2 separate regions of the Oryctolagus cuniculus genome follow, and region 1 is linked to region 2. The links are chromatin contacts, called in public Hi-C maps. All regions are on one chromosome and are shown on one strand. The core of a region is the stretch at or near the end of the contact, and the rest is flanking DNA. Distances in the headings are between cores, read along the strand shown. Region 1 has its middle 330 kb from the start of ZSWIM6. Region 2 holds the start of SMIM15 (small integral membrane protein 15).

The links. A called contact is a pair of places that touch in the nucleus more often than the background predicts.
Region 1: a contact with region 2 is called in a Hi-C map of an unstated tissue, with 3 times the contacts expected there. The contact joins the enhancer-like site here to the promoter of SMIM15 in region 2. A contact is called at or near these places in 2 of 6 Hi-C or Micro-C datasets (ear pinna and an unstated tissue).

What each region holds. Positions count from the first base shown.
Region 1 is chr14:82,516,348-82,521,952 of mOryCun1.1, forward strand. No RefSeq gene overlaps it. Among named protein-coding and RNA genes, the nearest start is that of ZSWIM6, 330 kb to the left of the region's middle. Within about 2 kb of position 2,729, at least 1 of the 8 cell types and tissues checked has an H3K27ac peak or open chromatin away from gene starts, as enhancers often do.
Region 2 is chr14:82,009,495-82,014,880 of mOryCun1.1, forward strand. SMIM15 (small integral membrane protein 15) reads right to left here and starts at 1,867. Exons shown (of 4, transcript XM_070056740.1): 1 at 1,731-1,867; 2 at 1,201-1,310; 3 at 501-654. The region is part of intron 3 of NDUFAF2 (NADH:ubiquinone oxidoreductase complex assembly factor 2); the gene reads left to right.

The sequences.
Region 1 (5,605 bases), core at 1,479-3,978, 510 kb after region 2:
CAGAGGGTGTGGGTCACGGGCTGAGCTGGGGTCAAGCGGTGTGGACAGGGACTAACCAGCGCCCAGAGGACACACTTCTCACAACTTCCTGAACTGTCTGCACAGTGGGAGTTGGCGTAAGTCACGCTCGGAGCTCCTGGCATCGTGACTCATAGTCGGATTCCTGGCTTCTGCTTTTCATCGGCCTTCCACACTCACTCGGCCCTGCCTTGTTAGAGCCCGAGGAAGAGCCGCGGGACACAGAGAATTTTGTCATCGTTGGTCACATTGTCCTGCCACCACTGCTCATGAGCTCTTTGACCTTGGAAGTCACACAGTGCGTCTGAGCCTCATCCACCAAGTAGGGAAGCTGGATGGGGCTTCTCTGGGCCTTCAAGGGGGTCTTTGGCTTACTCTCCACTGGAGGCACGTAGTGTTCTGACCGCTTCCAAAGGGGTGAGTCCCCTCCGAAGGGCGCTCTTGTACGCCGAGAGTGGCTTCCAGGCTGCGGAGGAGCTCGGGCCAGGAGGGGACTGAGGGTCATTAGCATCTTATCGACTTTGGCTCTGCTCTGGATCACCGGGATTCGCCGTGAATTGCTTTAATCAACGTTTGAGTCTGCGAGGTACCCAGGCCGAAGGAGTTTTATTTGGAAGATATGTTTGCATTATCGCCCGCGTTCTAGAGAGACGTAACCCCAAGAAACACAGCTGGCAGTGCTGACGCGGCTGCTGGTGGGGCCTTGCTGGAGGATTTAATTTTATTACGCCGATGCAAATGATCTATCCCACAGATGTAAAACAAAGGGACAAGGAACTGATTCCAGTGTCAACATCAGGACGTTTGCCTTAAAATCCCATTCACATAGCTCCCTAAAAGTGATCAGACGCGGAATACATTAGTTTTCTGACTTGGACAAAAACCAGCCTGCACAAAGCAGCAGCCCCATGAGGTTCTGGATAAACCAACCACAGGAAAACTTCAGCGTTTTCATGTCAGTCACAGCTTTTCTTAAGGGCCACGTCGCTGGCTAAGGACTAATGTATTTGGAGAGGAGAAACCACAACAAGCCAGCAGCCCGCCCCGTGTTATTAGGCAGAATCCCCTTAACATCAGGGCTTGGATCAGTTTGCCTTGATTGTGCTGCCTGCCTTATTGTCCGACTTCAAACACGGGGCCCTGGGCGCCACGGCAAGGCAAGGCTGATTGAACTGTCGCCCTGACACGTGTCAGCTGTGAAGAATATGGGCTTCAGTCCGTCACACTCACACATAAATGAGCCATGACAGAGATAGACTGTTGAATAGAAAAGGCAGTTTTCCTGGGGATAACCTTTCTGGAATAAATGCAACAAATAATCAGGTCTGTAGAGGTGGGGCTTGTACCCCAGGAAAGCGGTGGCGTTTGTAACCAAATGGTTATTATCCTTTTGGGCCATCAAAAATTGCCCATTTATCAAACCATGTTATTGGGAGAAAAGGTGAAAGTGCTGTGGTTATCATAGAAATGACGGCTGTTGAGGCGATGCAGTCTTCGATATAACATCACCTAACAAGACACAGTTAGAGCACGCTAGGATTAGAGAAGGAGGCGTCATTTGTGTCCCAAATGCAGTCCACAATTGTTCTCAGAAAACGGTGGCATGGCTGCTAACTAAAAGAGCAGTAAAAAAAAAAATCCAAAACTCTTTTTTTCATGTCTTTAAAACATTTCTCCCTTTTTATTAAAGAAAATAAAAGAACTCCCAGAAGAAATTGTGGAAACTCTACATTTCAATCAAGACAGTCAAAAGAATGATTTGAATTTACAGGCCTGTAATTGGAACAAATTGGAGACAAAAGAAGAGCCTCCTTTAAGCCACGTGACATGGCCACAGTGCTGCTGTGTACAGTGTGCTAAGAAAAAAAATCATGTTTCTTTAAAGCAAAGCTAACTCCACTGTAGGCTCGAAGCAATTTGCATAAACGTCTCTACCATGATCTTCTTTTTTTATTTATGGGCCCTAAGTTTCTAATTAAATACTAATTAATACTATCACTAGAATTGTCTCCCATCCCCAGCTCTTCATAGCTTTGTCACTTTGATTAATGCACAGTCATTTATTAACTTATTTAACAAGCCGGGGTGCCTCATGACAAACTAGATTAAATTATCCTCATAACAGTCTCGTTACTGAAAAAAAAAGGGGGGGGAGTTTTAAACTTAATAAAAATTATCTTCCATAATATTAAAGCTTTTTCGCCACACCCTTGAAGGATAGAAATAGGTTTCTTGTTTGATTTATAATATATGGAGTTGTATAAAGCATCCATTAATAAAATTTATAAGTTCATTTAAGCTTGCACATTACAGTCGTGCAGTAGCCTTGGGTGCTTATTATTTAACTTTTGCTGTAGTTATGAAGATAATTAATGTTCTGACCAGACAGGGACTAAAATACCCACTAGAATGAGATAATTAGAGACATAAATAATGTTTAGGTTCTTGTGTGCTGCTTTCTAAATTAATTGTTTGGTTTCCATCCGTTCTTGATCGAGAACACCGAGACCCACCCAGGCACTCTGAGTGAGGATGCTTCTCCGGGGAGCGCGCCCATGCGGGGCAGTCGGCTGCTTCGGGGGCGCCTTCGGCCCTCGTTGCTCTCTGGCTCCCCCTCGTGGCTAGGCCCCGGTGAGGCGCGCACCGTGCGGCGAGGCCCGCTCGCTGGTTGGTGGACTGCGCAAGGAGCTGAGGAGGGGTGAGGCAGCAACAAGAGCTGGGGGAAGTCTCTCCGTGGAGTGTTGGCCTCTTAGACGCCGCCGAGCAGGAGAGGGAGAGCCCCGGAGGGAGCGCAGCGAGCCTGTGGCAGCAGATCTTCCGCGCTGACCAAGCAGAAGGCAGGAAGGAAGCTGTGGTTCGGGCCCTGCTGGGCTCAAAATAAACGTGAGCGTGGTGCACCCTGAGCTCGGTGCGAGGCGTTCAGCCTCAGCCCGGCTGCTGCTTCCACAGGCGGTCGGCGCGGACTGACGCCCATGCTCTTTTCGTTTTCAGTGTCTTGCGAAAATAGCAGCTGGGGGCAGGTGCCGCGGCAACGTGGTGAACACGGTGGACGGCGACAGCAGAGGGGAACTCCCCCCTGGCCTGAGCATCCGCGGTCTTTGGCTGGCGCTGTGGCCAGCCCTTCTCCGTGGCAAACGAGGAGCAGACGCTGCGGGTGGAAAACATTTCACCATTTGCAAAGTCTTCCGACAGCCCAGGAAGTTCCTTATGCAAGGACTGTGCATGAACCAACTAACCCTTTAATGCCATTTTTTGGGGGTGGCTTTTCTGTAGCCCCCTTGTATTGCTGTCTTCGTCCCTTTGCAATCTTGTGGGACCGGAGAAGAGACTGTCGCTGCGTGCAGCCCGGTCCCCGCCGAGGCCGGATCTCACACCCTGGCCAGCTGGGTCCATCCAGCACCTGAAATCCTTCCTGCTTTTCTGCATCTCGCTCTGTTTCTTCTCTCCTGCTCCCTCCGTCTCCTCCCTCTCACCTTTTGCTCTTATGCTTGATTTAGAGCCGCGGTAGCAATCGCTCTACTTGTGGGAAAAGAGCCGCCTCTCCACGCCGCGGGAGGACGGGCGCCACGCAGATTCTGTGCACATGAGAAGGGTTCAGAGAATGTGCCCTGAGCTGAGCGAGCTACAGGGTCATGACCATCTTCGGTTCATGCGCCATCCCTGGGAGGTGGGGCGATGGCAACCGTCTCTATTGTTTGTAAGTCCTGGCCAAATCGGGGCTGTGGATTCAGCCGCTTTGCTTGAATTTGGTTGCCCGGTGTTCGTCTTGAGTGAGTCAGCCAGGGCCTCTGGGAGCCGAGTGAGAGCTCCGAGGATCAGTCACGGCCCAGCAAGGGCAGAGCCGGCTCTTGGGCAGCGTCAGAGGCTGGAATGCCTGGCGGTCTTTCTCCAGCCCAGCAGCGTCCCCGTGGGCGGGCCTCAAGAGGGGAGGGGCGGAGGGGAATGCTGGGCACATGGACAGGGGACGGTGGAGACTGGGAGAATGGAGGCGGCGGCACTGGTTTTCAGGGGTTCTCAACTCCAGGGGGCAAAGCCATGTCTAAGTGCAGAGTCCCTGGCTCCAGTTTCAGAGTTGCCGAGTTGATGTAGCTGAGATGAGGCCCCGGAATCTGCATTTATGACACGCCCCCCCCCCCCCATTCTGGCTTGAGTTGTGTGTGTGTGTGTGTGTGTGTGTGTGTGAGTCCATGGACCTGCTGTTAGGCGAGACAGACAACAGCAGAGAACCTGACGGGACGTGAGGGAGTCTGGTGAACCCACTCTCTCACGTGCGGCCCTGCAGTGGCTGTCTCGTGTCCACCTGCAGACGGTGATCACCGGCAGAGGCATCGCCAGGTGGTCACTGTGTGTCCACCATGCCCTCTGTGGCCAGAGAGGGAAGGCAGCCCACGTGGCCTGAGTACTGCGCTCCTGCCGCCCATGTGGGAGACCTGGATGGAGTTCCTGGCTCCTGGCTTGAGCCTCTTCTAGCCTCAACTGCTGTAAGCATATGTGGAGTGAACCAGCCAATGGAACATCTCTCTCTCTCTCTCTCTAACTCTGACTTCCAAATAAATACATCTTGGAAAGGAAGGAAGGAAGGAAGGAAGGAAGGAAGGAAGGAAGGAAGGAAGGAAGGAAGGAAGGAAGAGAGAAAGGGAGGGAGAAAGGGAGGGAGGGGGGAACCCAGATGTGATGCAGAATGCAGATGTTTCAACAGCTGGGCTAAGCACCGGCTGCAGGTGTGCTCTTTCCTAATGCCCTACTTGTGGGGCTGTGGACTCGGTTGTGTGAGTGGAACCATTGAAACGCATGGACACAGACACTCATGAATCACTGCATACTTTGTCAACTGGAACCCATATTGGTGTCTTTCAACAAGAGATTTCTCTGAAACTATAGGTAAGAGCCACACGTCTGAGCTCCCTGTAACAGCTTGTGAACACTGGGCGTGTTTGATTTCACGAATTAGAATATGCTACTGGAGCCGGCGCTGCGGCATAGTGGGTGAAGCTGCCACCTGCAGTGCTGGCATCCCATATGGCGACGGTTCAAGTCCCAGCTGCTCCACTTCCAATCCTGCTCTCTGCTGTGGCCTGGGAAAGCAGTAGAAGATGGCCCAAGTGCTTGGGCCCCTGCACCCACATGGGAGACCTGGAAGAAGCTCCTGGCTCCTGGCTTCGGATGCGCGCAGCCCTGGCCATTGTGGCCAATTGGGGAGTGAACCAGTGGATGGAAGACCTCTCTCTCTCTCTCCTCTCTCTCTCTCTCTCTCTCTCTCTGCCTCTCCTTCTCTCTCTGTGTAACTCTGACTTTCAAATAAATAAATAAATAAACCTTAAAAAAAAAAGCTACCTCCTACGCCACTTCTGTCTCCTCTGTACCTGCCGGGGTCCTGCTCCTCTTAGGGTCCTCATCACAACATCTGTGATGTCTCAGCCAGCAGCAGCAGCGACTCTGCCTTAGTAGAGCCAGGGATGGCTTTGGCTGTCCAAGCCGCGAGGTCTCTGAGCACGGCTTCTCGGTCCGTTTCAGAGTGGCTTTGTGCAATGTTACCAGCTATTAAAGGGCCTTCTGATGTTCATTCTTGGGAAGGACATTGTAGGCT
Region 2 (5,386 bases), core at 617-3,116:
ATTCATTAACATATCCTTAGTACTACTGAGTACTAATTAACAAAAGTACCAATCATCAATCGTGTGAAATGCTCTCACAGAAAAGCAGGCAATGGATAGCCATTTTCAGGAGTGGAAGAGAGGCTAAGAGAGCCACCATAACATCGACATTCATATACCAAAAGGCATAAGCAAAAAGTTATGTGCTATTTTATGCTATTTTATGCCCTTTGAGCTTTGAAGATCTCCATTGAAATAAACATAATTTAATCCACGAGAAGAGCAATGATGGCAGGTGCCCTGCATTTTGATCCCTTCTGAGTTGGTAAGGAAGATGGGTCCAGCAAGTGAGGCTGGTGTGGACTTGAGTTCCATTTCCCATTTTGCCCCAAAGGCTTTTCTACCTCCCACATTTGTGTCAACTCCTATTCAAGATGGAGAATTAGAGTAGCTGGGTAGGAAATGGGTGTACAGACAGCCACTTACGATTTCAGCTTGGATTACAAAAAATCATCATTTACCTTATGCTTGAATGGTGATCTCTTAACTTTGCCCAACGATCATCAGTGAGCCAGTTACAATTTCAGATGACCCTCGGTTTTTGGTTTTTGTCACCTCCTCTAGTTCTACTGTATGCTTGCTTCTGAGACGTGGGAAATCTATGCCGGTGATGAGCTGAAAACTGAGAAAAGAAAAAGCACTTAAGTTGCAACTTTCAGGCTACTTGCAATAAAGTGTTAAATGGAAACTGAATTCTATATATGCAACCTAAAACTGACAGGTAAAATTGCTTCTCAATTATAAGCATTTAATACCTTGCCTTTATTTGAGTTTACTACAACTGCCAATGTCCTCTAAGAAATTCCTATTACTGGAAATCAAGTATTTTAAGTTACTTATTTCAAGAATAAAATTATCGATGACGTTCACTAACAGTAAAAAAAAAAAAAAAAAGTTGGTAGTGAGAAGTTACACGGTATTGTTCACTGGATTTGGGTACATCATTACCAACTCAAGCACCTGGCACAAGCAAGGGTTATCTGGTGTACAATTCAGGTCCTTTATAGGAAGAGACAGACCAAAGAAACTTAAATTCATCAGCAATCCCATCCCCTCAAGGCAACTGCCACTTTCATGTCTTTCCATGGTTTCTTCTAATTTTCAACGAAAATCGATTTTCAACCAGAGCACACCCAGGTGTCCTCCCACTTCATTAAATACCTTCGCCCAGACTTCCTACGCCACACGGTCGAACCAGGCTCTTCTGGGATGGATCTTTCTCCAGGCCGACGAGTTAACTACTTCAAGTTTCAGAGATAAGCAAAAGAACTCTGCAATAAAGAGGGGGGTGAAGCAGGAGTCAAGGACCCGTCTTAGGGCAGAAGTTTCAGCTGGGAACACAAGGAAACGAGTTACTGTCCAAAAGGCGCACACGCATCTCCCCTGTCTCCTCTGGGACCTGGGCGCCTGTCTCGTCTCCGTCCCCCGCAAACTGGTCGGCGGGGCTTCCTCTCGCCACCAGCCCTGCCAGGCACCCCACGAGGTAAGGGGGTGCGGGGCCCTGGGCCGCCGCCCGCACTCGCTCCTTTGTCCTTTCCTCCTTCCTTACCCCATCGGGGCCCAGGGCGCTCGGGGCCACGTTCACCGCTGCCCCCGGGCCTGCAAAACGCAGGCTTCCTCGACCCGCCGCGGCCCGGGCGGGGCGCGCACAGCCCCGCAAGCCCGGGGGCCCGCGGTCGACCCCGCCGCACCTTGCGACGCCAGCTCCGCTCCGCTCCGCTCCGCACGGCAGCGGCCGCCACCAGGCTCCACTCCCGCGCGCGCCGGGGGCCCGGACTCCCGCTCCCCGCGCGCCGCCCGGCCGGAAGCAGGAAGGCGGAAGCCGCGGCCCTCGCGTCCCGCCCACAGACGGGCCCCGCCGGGACCTGGGCGTGGGGAGGGCCGGCGGCCAGTTCCGGCTGCGCGGGGGCTCGCTGGGCCCCGGGACCTGGACTTCGAGGACGCGGAGGGGAGGGAGGGCCCGGCGGCGCCGAGATTTCCGGGGAGCGGCAGGTGAGGCCGCGCGGCGCGGGGACTCCCCGCGGGGACCGCAGCCCGACGCGCTGGCCGCCGGCCGGGCGCGAAGGGGTGTGCGACCAGGCGCTGTGCGGCCTCAGGCCTGCAGGAGCGGGTCCGAAACTATGGGGTCTTCCGCGAGGCCGGCCGGGGGAGCAGCACCCGCTGCTGCTGCAGCCGGAGAGCCGGAGGGTCCCGGGGGCGTGAGGTCTCCGGCCGCGGGAGGCCCAGACCCCAGACCCCGAGCGGCGGGGGGGAGGCAATGGTCCCCGGCCCTCACCAGCCGCCGGGTCCAGGCGATGGTGCCCTGACGGATGCTGGCGAGCTGGTGGAGAACCGGCCCGGACGATCGCGAAGTCCTCACGTAGAGCAGACAGACAAAGCAGCCGCGGAGCCGTGAGGGGTCTCCTGAACCTCGTCATGAAGGGGCGATGCAGCCATGCCGCGTGAGAACGGCGTTCTGTTGTTTGTTTGTTTTTAATTTAAGAACTTCACTCATTTCACAAAAGAATGATCGATACTTGTCCAAAGTAAACTTGATAAATAATTAAACTGCCAGGGCATAGAGTTCCCACAGAGGTACTTGTTCTTTCAATACACAAATACAGCGATGCAAAAGTCAACAAGCAGAAAGGGTGAGTTAATATTGTCTTCTGATCTTCAGGAACTGAAAGCTTAGCTCTGCTTTGGTTGGTGACCAGATTTTGCTGTTGCTTGCACGGAGCTGCTCTGTTTGATTACCTCTGGCAAATGTTGCAAGACCTCTTCGCTGTTGTGTGCCAAACAAAGCAGGTTTTTATTCTTGAAAGACCATAGCATGTTCTTTGAGGAGCAAGCTGTGACATGTATAACTAGTTTAGGTATAACAACAGTAACTATTATTTACCAGGGAACAGGCTTTTGGCAGATAATGTAACGATCTAAAATACTGTTCCTTGGGCATATGTTAATGTTTGCATGTTGTATTACCAGCAGTTGTCTTACTCATTCTTGTTTGAAAACCTGGATGATGGTTTCAAAGTCTGCCTGCCTAGACCTCGCCTGTACCTGTGGTAGCCAGAAAGAGCAGACTCAGTCGCAGGATTGTGTGCACTGAAAACTTTACTCGCTAGAATTATCTGGATTTTTTTTAAACACCCAAGCAGTGAATCAAAGAACGGCTTTGAATTTATTATTTTAACACCGTTTCTTCCAGAGGCCAGTTTGAATCCTGGGTAGACGGTTTTTCCAATCACTTCCTCCCAGGAATTGTTCTGGTACATCTCAGGTTAAAAGCATAGGAGTCCCAGGCAGGAAGAAAAGGCACACAAGTCGGAAACCTCTGTAGGCAGGTCTTGCCTGCAATCTAGCCCGTGTCTTCAACAATCGAATTTCACTGATCTAGCTTCTAGTTACGGAGCAGGCTACAAGCCCAGGAACGATTACCAAGGGTTACTTTCTGCAGTGAGTCTGAACTTGGGGGCTGAAGGTCACGGATCCTGTCTCACCACTAGCCTGAATTTGCTGATGCATCACTCGGAACCTGTTTCCTCTTCTGCACACTGGGTGATCTCTAGTGGCTTTTCAGCTTTTAAAAACCTACAAATTAAGGCCGGCGCCGCGGCTCACTAGGCTAATCCTCCACCTTGCGGCGCCGGCACACCGGGTTCTAGTCCCGGTCGGGGCGCCGGATTCTGTCCCGGTTGCTCCTCTTCCAGGCCAGCTCTCTGCTGTGGCCAGGGAGTGCAGTGGAGAATGGCCCAAGTCCTTGGGCCCTGCACCCGCATGGGAGACCAGGAGAAGTACCTGGCTCCTGCCATCAGATCAGCGCGGCGGCCATTGGAGGGTGAACCAACAGCAAAAGGAAGACCTTTCTCTCTCTCTCTTTCTCTAACTGTCCACTCTGCCTGTAATTAAAAAAAAAAAAAAAAAAAAAAAAAAAAAAAAAACCACACACCTACAAATTGAACAGACTCGGCTATTTTTTTGCCTTTTGCTTCATCAACAGCAGCATAGTAAGATATTTAGAAGAAACAGCATTGCCAGTTTTCTTTAGGTCTTCCTTGAACAGATCCTTAATCAGGTTTCTATTCTGTCTTAACTATCTTTCAGAATACCAATTTAGGGGCAAGTGTGAGGAGCAAGTGTTTGGCACAAGAGTTAAGCTGCACTTAAGACACCTGCATCCTGTATTGCAGTGCATGGGTTTCAGTCCCACCTCTACTTTGGAATTAGCTTCCTGCTAATGTGTATCCTGGGAGCCAGCAGGTGATAGCTGAAGTACTTGAGTCTCTACCACCCATGTAGGAGAAACATTAAATCCTGGTTCCTAGCTTCAGCCCTGCTCAGCCCTAGTTATTGTGGGCATTTTGTGAGTAAACCAACTTCAGGTATACTTATATGACTTTAAAGAATTAATTTTATTACTATTTCAAAGAGGATAGTCAAGAATTTTTTAAATGTTCATTTATTTGAGAGACAGAGCTCCCATCCAGTGGTTCACTCCCTAGATGCCCACAATAGTGGGGACGGTAGTACAAAGCCAGGAGCCTGGGCCACAGTCCAAGTCTCCCATATGGTTAGCAGGAACCCACTTACTTGAACCACCACCACTGCCTCCCAGGGACTACATTAACAGGAAGCTGGAATCAGGACCCAGCGATGAGTGTGGAACTCAGGCACGCCAGCATAGGATACAAACATGTTCACTATCCACCCGCATTTTTTTAAAGCTACTTAATGAGTCTTTACTGTGTGCCAGGTACTGAGCGTCATGCTAAAATCCTGAGACCAAAGCCACAGAGCAGGAACTAGAGACCTAAAAAGTTAGACTATTCCAAACACATACAGACAAAATCCTTCCTCTTCTTTAATGTTCACATACTTGGTCAAAAATGCTAATTTTGTAAAATGAAAGTATGTTTTTTGACTGTATAATGGTTATGCAATAATAACAACTAAAATCCCTCCATGCTTCCAAACTGCCTGTTGCCCAGGTGGTGGCAGCATGTCTCAAAGAGCCAGTGCTGGGGAGGTTTTTTGCAACCTCGCCAGTTGAAGGCTACTTCATCCAGCACATGTGACCTGTCAACCTCTGACTTCCTTGTTTTGCCTTTCTCTGCTAGTAGGCCAGTCCCTCAGTGGGTCATTCCCGTTCACCTCCCCTCTGAATCAGTCGTAACTCTGCCCATTTCCTTTCAACCTGCTGTACTTGCAGAGTATCACCAAATTAGTTTCTGGAAAACTCATGCAGGCCTGTCCAGCTAGACAAAAGAATGTTTTTCAATTACTGTTATTTATTTTTAACCATTACTAAGTGTTATTTGGCATACACACTTCCAAAATTAAATATGATCTAATGCTATCAGGAAAT